2 separate regions of the Mus musculus genome follow, and region 1 is linked to region 2. The links are chromatin contacts, called in public HiChIP or PLAC-seq maps. All regions are on one chromosome and are shown on one strand. The core of a region is the stretch at or near the end of the contact, and the rest is flanking DNA. Distances in the headings are between cores, read along the strand shown.

The links. HiChIP or PLAC-seq counts read pairs in DNA pulled down with a chosen protein or histone mark.
Region 1: a contact with region 2 is called in an H3K27ac HiChIP or PLAC-seq map of embryonic stem cells, with 4 times the contacts expected there. The contact joins the enhancer-like site here to the promoter of Slc26a1 in region 2. A contact is called at or near these places in 5 of 39 promoter capture datasets (cranial neural crest, hippocampal neurons, liver and 1 more), 1 of 484 Hi-C or Micro-C datasets (frontal cortex) and 2 of 115 datasets of contacts at active chromatin or transcription factors (both in embryonic stem cells).

Annotation. Positions count from the first base shown.
Region 1 is chr5:110,081,855-110,084,554 of GRCm38.p6, forward strand. The region is part of intron 2 of Gm35315 (zinc finger protein 431-like); the gene reads right to left. Among named protein-coding and RNA genes, the nearest start is that of Gm35315, 12 kb to the right of the region's middle. Within about 2 kb of position 1,332, at least 4 of the 459 cell types and tissues checked have an H3K27ac peak or open chromatin away from gene starts, as enhancers often do. A contact at or near this core is called in embryonic stem cells, where this site is marked.
Region 2 is chr5:108,673,763-108,676,620 of GRCm38.p6, forward strand. Slc26a1 (solute carrier family 26 (sulfate transporter), member 1) reads right to left here and starts at 1,603. Exons shown (of 3, transcript NM_174870.4): 1 at 1,477-1,603; 2 at 1-286. The coding sequence starts at 259. All of the region lies in intron 3 of Idua (iduronidase, alpha-L), which reads left to right.

The sequences.
Region 1 (2,700 bases), core at 82-2,581, 1.4 Mb after region 2:
AAAAAAAAAAAAAAAAGGAAAATATTGGCAATGTAAACATTGATCCTAAATCAGCAATATATGGGAGAAGAGATGGCTCACCAGTGAAGAGCTCTTACTGGTCTTGCAAATAACTGAACTCAATTACCAGTACTTGTGTGCCAGGGCTTCACAACTATCCAAGTTCAGAAATTCTGAAGCCATTTTCTGACTATTATGGGGACCAGGTATACATAATGTGCATATTCATGCACACAGGCAAAATACTCATTCATTCAAAAAAATCAAAACAACCACAACAGGTAGGAAGAATGCTATGCACCTGCAATCCAATGACTCAGAAAGCTCAGGCAGTAAAGCTCAGGCAGTATCAATGTCATGAATACTCCCCATCCTGAGAAACAGAAAATTCTCTCTGCCAAATGTCAAAATTCACAACGTGCATGAAGATCAACACAACAGCACATGCTTGACATGTACCAAAATCTACATTGCAAGCCCATCAGTTAATGATATAAAAACAAACAAAGAAAGAAAAAGCCAGGCATGTTGGCCCACATTTAATCCCAGCACTTAGGAGCCAGAGTCAGGTGGACCTTTAAGTTTGAGCCTTGATTGTTCTACACATCTACTTTCAGGACAGCCAGGGCTACATAGAGAAACTTTGTCTTTAAAAACCAAAGCCAAAACAACAAAATTAAAAATATAAAAACACCAGGTTCACAAAATAGTTTAGCATTGAATAACAACTGCTTCAACTGCATCTCATGTAAATTTAGGGATAGAGTCTATAATGGTAAAAGCAAGACAACATGAGAATGAAGCTGACTGATCAGGTTCAACCACAACACAGTACGGACGCACATGCACGCGCATACACACACACACACACACCAGGAAATGGGTTGAAACTATAGACACTCAAATCTCATCCCCAATAAAGAATCTACAAAGGTCCCTCCTAGGAAAGCTTCTTTTTTTTTTTTTTTTTTTTTTTTTGGTTTCTCTGCGTACCTCTGGCTGTCCTGGAACTCACTTTGTAGACCAGGCTGGCCTCGAACTCAGAAATCCGCCTGCCTCTGCCTCCCAAGTGCTGGGATTAAAGGCGTGCGCCACCACACCTGGCTCCTAGGAAAGCTTCTAATGAAAAGACTGTATTGGCCAGAGCCAGGCTGACTCCATGACAGGCTGCAAACTGACAATTTGGGAGACTAGGCCTAAGTTTCTGCTTCCCAGAACTGGAAAAGTCCAAACAAGTCAATTCCAGGAAAACGACCCCTCCCCCAATCATGAGCAGCCAGGAGCTGCCCCTGCCATCAGGCATGAGCCAAGCCTGAGCCAAGAATAGTTAACGAGCAATGGTTCCAGAACATCCCCTAAATTCTCTAGAACCTTGACCAATCCCAAAGACACACACACCCCCTGGGGATTGAGTCAAACAATCGGGATAAAAGTCACCTACTCCTCCCTGGAATTCCCCTAATCGGGTTTAAATGGAGCTTGCAAAGCTCACAAGTCTGTCCCCATCCTGCATGATAGAATTCTGCAGAATAAAATGCTCTTTGCTTTTGCATACTATTTGAGTCTGGGGTCTTCCTTCAGTGATTCTTGGACCCTAACATTATAAGCTCCTCAAAGAAAGCCACAAAAAAAAGAGACAAGTGTTCATAGACAACATTATATCTGGGAGCTCTCTGACTCAATCAGCTACATTCTAACCCTGGTCACTATAGGCTCATGGCCATCCATGATGAAAATGTATTTCGTTTAACTTCAATGATCTTAAGAGTCTGCAGCAACCCATACACTGTTCAGATGTCCAAAGTCTCTTCTGACACTCTTGATTGCCACATCTTGTAAAAAATCAAAACGTAAGTTATATCTTCCCAACATACAAAGGCACAGAATGCCCCCTCCCATCCAATAGAGAGGAATGTGTACATAGTGTGGGAAGACTGGACCAAGGCAGAAAACCCAGCAGGACACACACCACATCCTGTAGCTCTGTCTCAGACACAAGGGGACTCAGTCTCAAAAGGCTTAGATGGCCCTATCCCTGAAACTTCTCATACATCTCTCAGTTTAGTTACTTGCACTCTCTCTATGCCGCTCTCCATGGCAGGTGTCTCCTAGCTTAGGTATCTCAATATGTCCTGGTGTCAGAATGCAACTCAGGCTTTATCCTCACAGATTCATACAACGCACTCTCACAGCATCCTCCCTCACTGGGACTTTGACTCTGCTAAACATAGATGGCTGAAACAGTGATGAACTGAAACCACAGGGGAAGAATCTAGGACCTTACATCTTGTTTCCAGAACTTGGGTGATCCTGCAAGGTTTGGGTTCTAAATTGGGATGGACCATGCCACCTTGGACTACAGTTGTAGCAGGTTTTATATGAATTTCCTTCCTGGATCTAGGAATCACTTTGCCTACTTCTTCCATTGGTTGAAGGCTTAGCAGGAGGGTGTGCTTCCCTTAGGACACCTTCTTAGGCTTTTTTTTTTCTCTGTATAGGCCTGGCTGTCCTGGAACTCACTTTGTAGACCAGGCTGGCCTTGAACTCAGAAATCCGCCTGCCTCTGCCTCCCAAGCGCTGGCTAAGTAAGATTCTTAAGAATACCATCTTGTACATGATTTACACGAGGGAAAAGGAAGATGAGGGCATCTATGAAGTCAGCCGAAAGATAAAGAAACTATTAAGTCAGCAGAAACATCA
Region 2 (2,858 bases), core at 353-2,852:
CCTGTGGCACCAGGATAATGCCAATGACCAATCCTGACATGACATCACCTGCTAGGTATTCCTTAAGGCGGTACTGGGGCAGCCAGTGTATGGCAGGAAACAGACCCTGCACCAGAGCCTGAGCACATGGCATACTGCAGGTGCAGCTCTTCTTCAGCCTGGCCTTCAGTGTTTCCAGCAAGCCCTGGGACACAGGGGGCTGCCGTCGGACCAGTACCAGTGTCCCACCCTTCTGTTGGGGCTCAGGAGAAGCATCCATCCTGTCACACCAGGCTCTTTGGCTTATCTGCAAGGGGGAATGGGCATGGTTAGGTGTCTAGGCCCTCAGAGCCCAGGAGCCAGCTTCACAGTGAGTTTTTGTCCACCCAAACACAGACATCAGATATCAGAGCCTGTCCTACTGACGTGAGGTTGTACTTCTGTGTGGGTGAATATAAGGCCTTGAGCTCCAAGATGCTAGTTTTATTGTGAGAGGTGTTTATGGCAGCAGCATGCCTCAGGGAGACATTTGACCTAGCTTCAACCCCAGCAGTGCTCTGTGGTCTACTTAACTCAGCCCCTATGTGAAGTCTGCTGTCTAAAGCATTCTGAAGATCACCTACAAGGGCTAGACTAGGCCTCCACCAGCCCACATATGCCCAAGCCACAATGACAGTAGAGGCAGATGCATCTTGAACTTGAACTCCAACCTCTTCCCACCCACCCACCCACCCACCCACCCACCCAGTCTGGCAAGGGTCTCTGCCAGACACCCAACTTCTACATGAGTTCTCACAAGCCATCACCTGTTCTCCTGTGAACACCATGGACCTGGAGGTTGGCAGAAGACCTTGTATATTGTGTGTGCTAGGGCCCTTGGTCTCTGATAGCCTTCTTCATGAGTTTAGAATGTGTCTCACCAGGCACTAGTGTGCTGTGGAACCAGTGTGCCCATTATGCCAAGTGCTGAATCTCTTCTCAGAGGCTCAAGTACACCGAACAAGCACACTGCTTCACAGATGTCCACCTTTGGCCTGGCTGTCCTAGCCCCTTCTGACCTTGCTGTGGTACTGAAAAATTCTCAGGCTGTGCTGACCACGTGATGGCCTTGGTCCTGTTTACAGGTTCCAAAGTGCTTGTTTGTAATATTAATCAAACACTCTCTGTTCTCTTGCAACCCAGGACATGGTGGTGACTGTTGGAGCCAATTGTGCTTGGCCTGGGTACTGGGATAGCAGCTTCCCTGGTAGGGTGGTTGTCTAGCAGGCATTCTAGCTCTTGAGTAACATTATAAAAACAATGATACATAAGGGTCATTGAACACTCTGAGGCTCACCCCAAGTGTCTAGGGGCTCAGATGTGTGGAGGAAGGACTATAAGTATCACCTGCCTTGTATCTGAACAATCCCCAGAGAAATGGCAATCTAGGTTCCTATTTCTGCCCATTAAGCCACCTTTTCTGGGTCCTGTTGTATGGGTACAAGGGACAGTTCTTACCTGGGGCACCTGGCCGGCTCTGAAGGCTTTGCAATATCCAGGGGCAGCAGTTTGCTGGTGGGCTGATCCTCCAATCACTCTGGCTTAACAGACAGAGAGCTGGTTGGCAGGCACCTCTGAGGCTGATCTGTGGAGAATACTCCGCTGGGCTCACTGTTAAATTATTTACCCAAAAGATAGCTGAGTCATGGGTTTTCCCAGTCAAATGAATGTTACCTGAGCTGCTAATCCGGTGAGCTAATCCAGCAAGTTGTACTATAATCAGAGGCTCACAAGTAATTACGGTTATGTGGGCATGAGATAAACTCCCCTTTACAGAGGGGTGGGTGCTCCAGGTGCAGCCGCTTCTGTCTTGTTATGAGGAAGAGGAGGTGGAGACAGGAGTGGCTGAGGCAGGTTACTTGAGTGTGAGGCCCCAGAGGAACTGCGTGAAATCATGAGATTCTGGGGTCAAATACAGCTGACTCCGCCTCCCCAGATGCTGGTTATCTTCTTTCCACCATCATGGAGACTGTTCTGGCTGGAGTAAGCTGAAGCTCAGGCCCTGTTCCATGTTCCCGAGGGCAGTGCATGCGCAAGGCTACTGTTGTATGTGTACATACTTGTGAGTGAACACACACCTGTGTTGTGCACAGCCTGTCGGCATCAAAATAGGTGTGTTCCTCCCTTGCAGCAGGGATTCTAGATTGCCCTCAGCTTCATCCCCCTTCCTTCCCTCCCCTCCTTAGTACTGACCCCCTGTAATCCTGGTGAGGTACTTGGCCCCCACGTACCTCTGCAGGACATGAGACTTGCCTTGTAAGAATAGCTTAGAGCTAAATGTCCCTTTAACATTAGCTTAAGTAACCAGAGATCTCAGACTTGAGGCGTGCCCCTAAATTCTGTAAGGCTGGTCAGAACCCTCAGATCCACATCTTGTAGTGAGCAATGAGTTTCTCACATTGTGTTTAAGAGTAAGTAGTTTTGTGTAACGGTCTTGCTGTCTTCTGTGGGCTCCTGTATTCCGGGTGCTCTCCCATGATGGAGGTAGTTCTTTTCATTATGGCTAGAAGGCCAGCTAGTCTGGTCTGCTGTCTCCATAGGCCCCAGCACAGTGGGCAGTTTGCTTTGGGGCTGCGCAAAGTGAAGCTGTGTTTTACTCCTCTTATCCCCAAAGGTCTTAAGAATGGGTTTAGGATCAACAATTGTCTTACAGAACCATCTGGGACCCTGAGACTTCATTCTTCCAGGTCAGGGGACAATAAGAATTCAGAGTTCCTTCCAGTTCACAGGTTGGACACTTCTTTGGGACATTGACAGGTCTTGTCCAGTTCCTGCCAGCCATGGGCCTGATCCCAGCCCCACTTGTGGGTGAGATGGGAATGGAATGTGAGTGGAGAGGC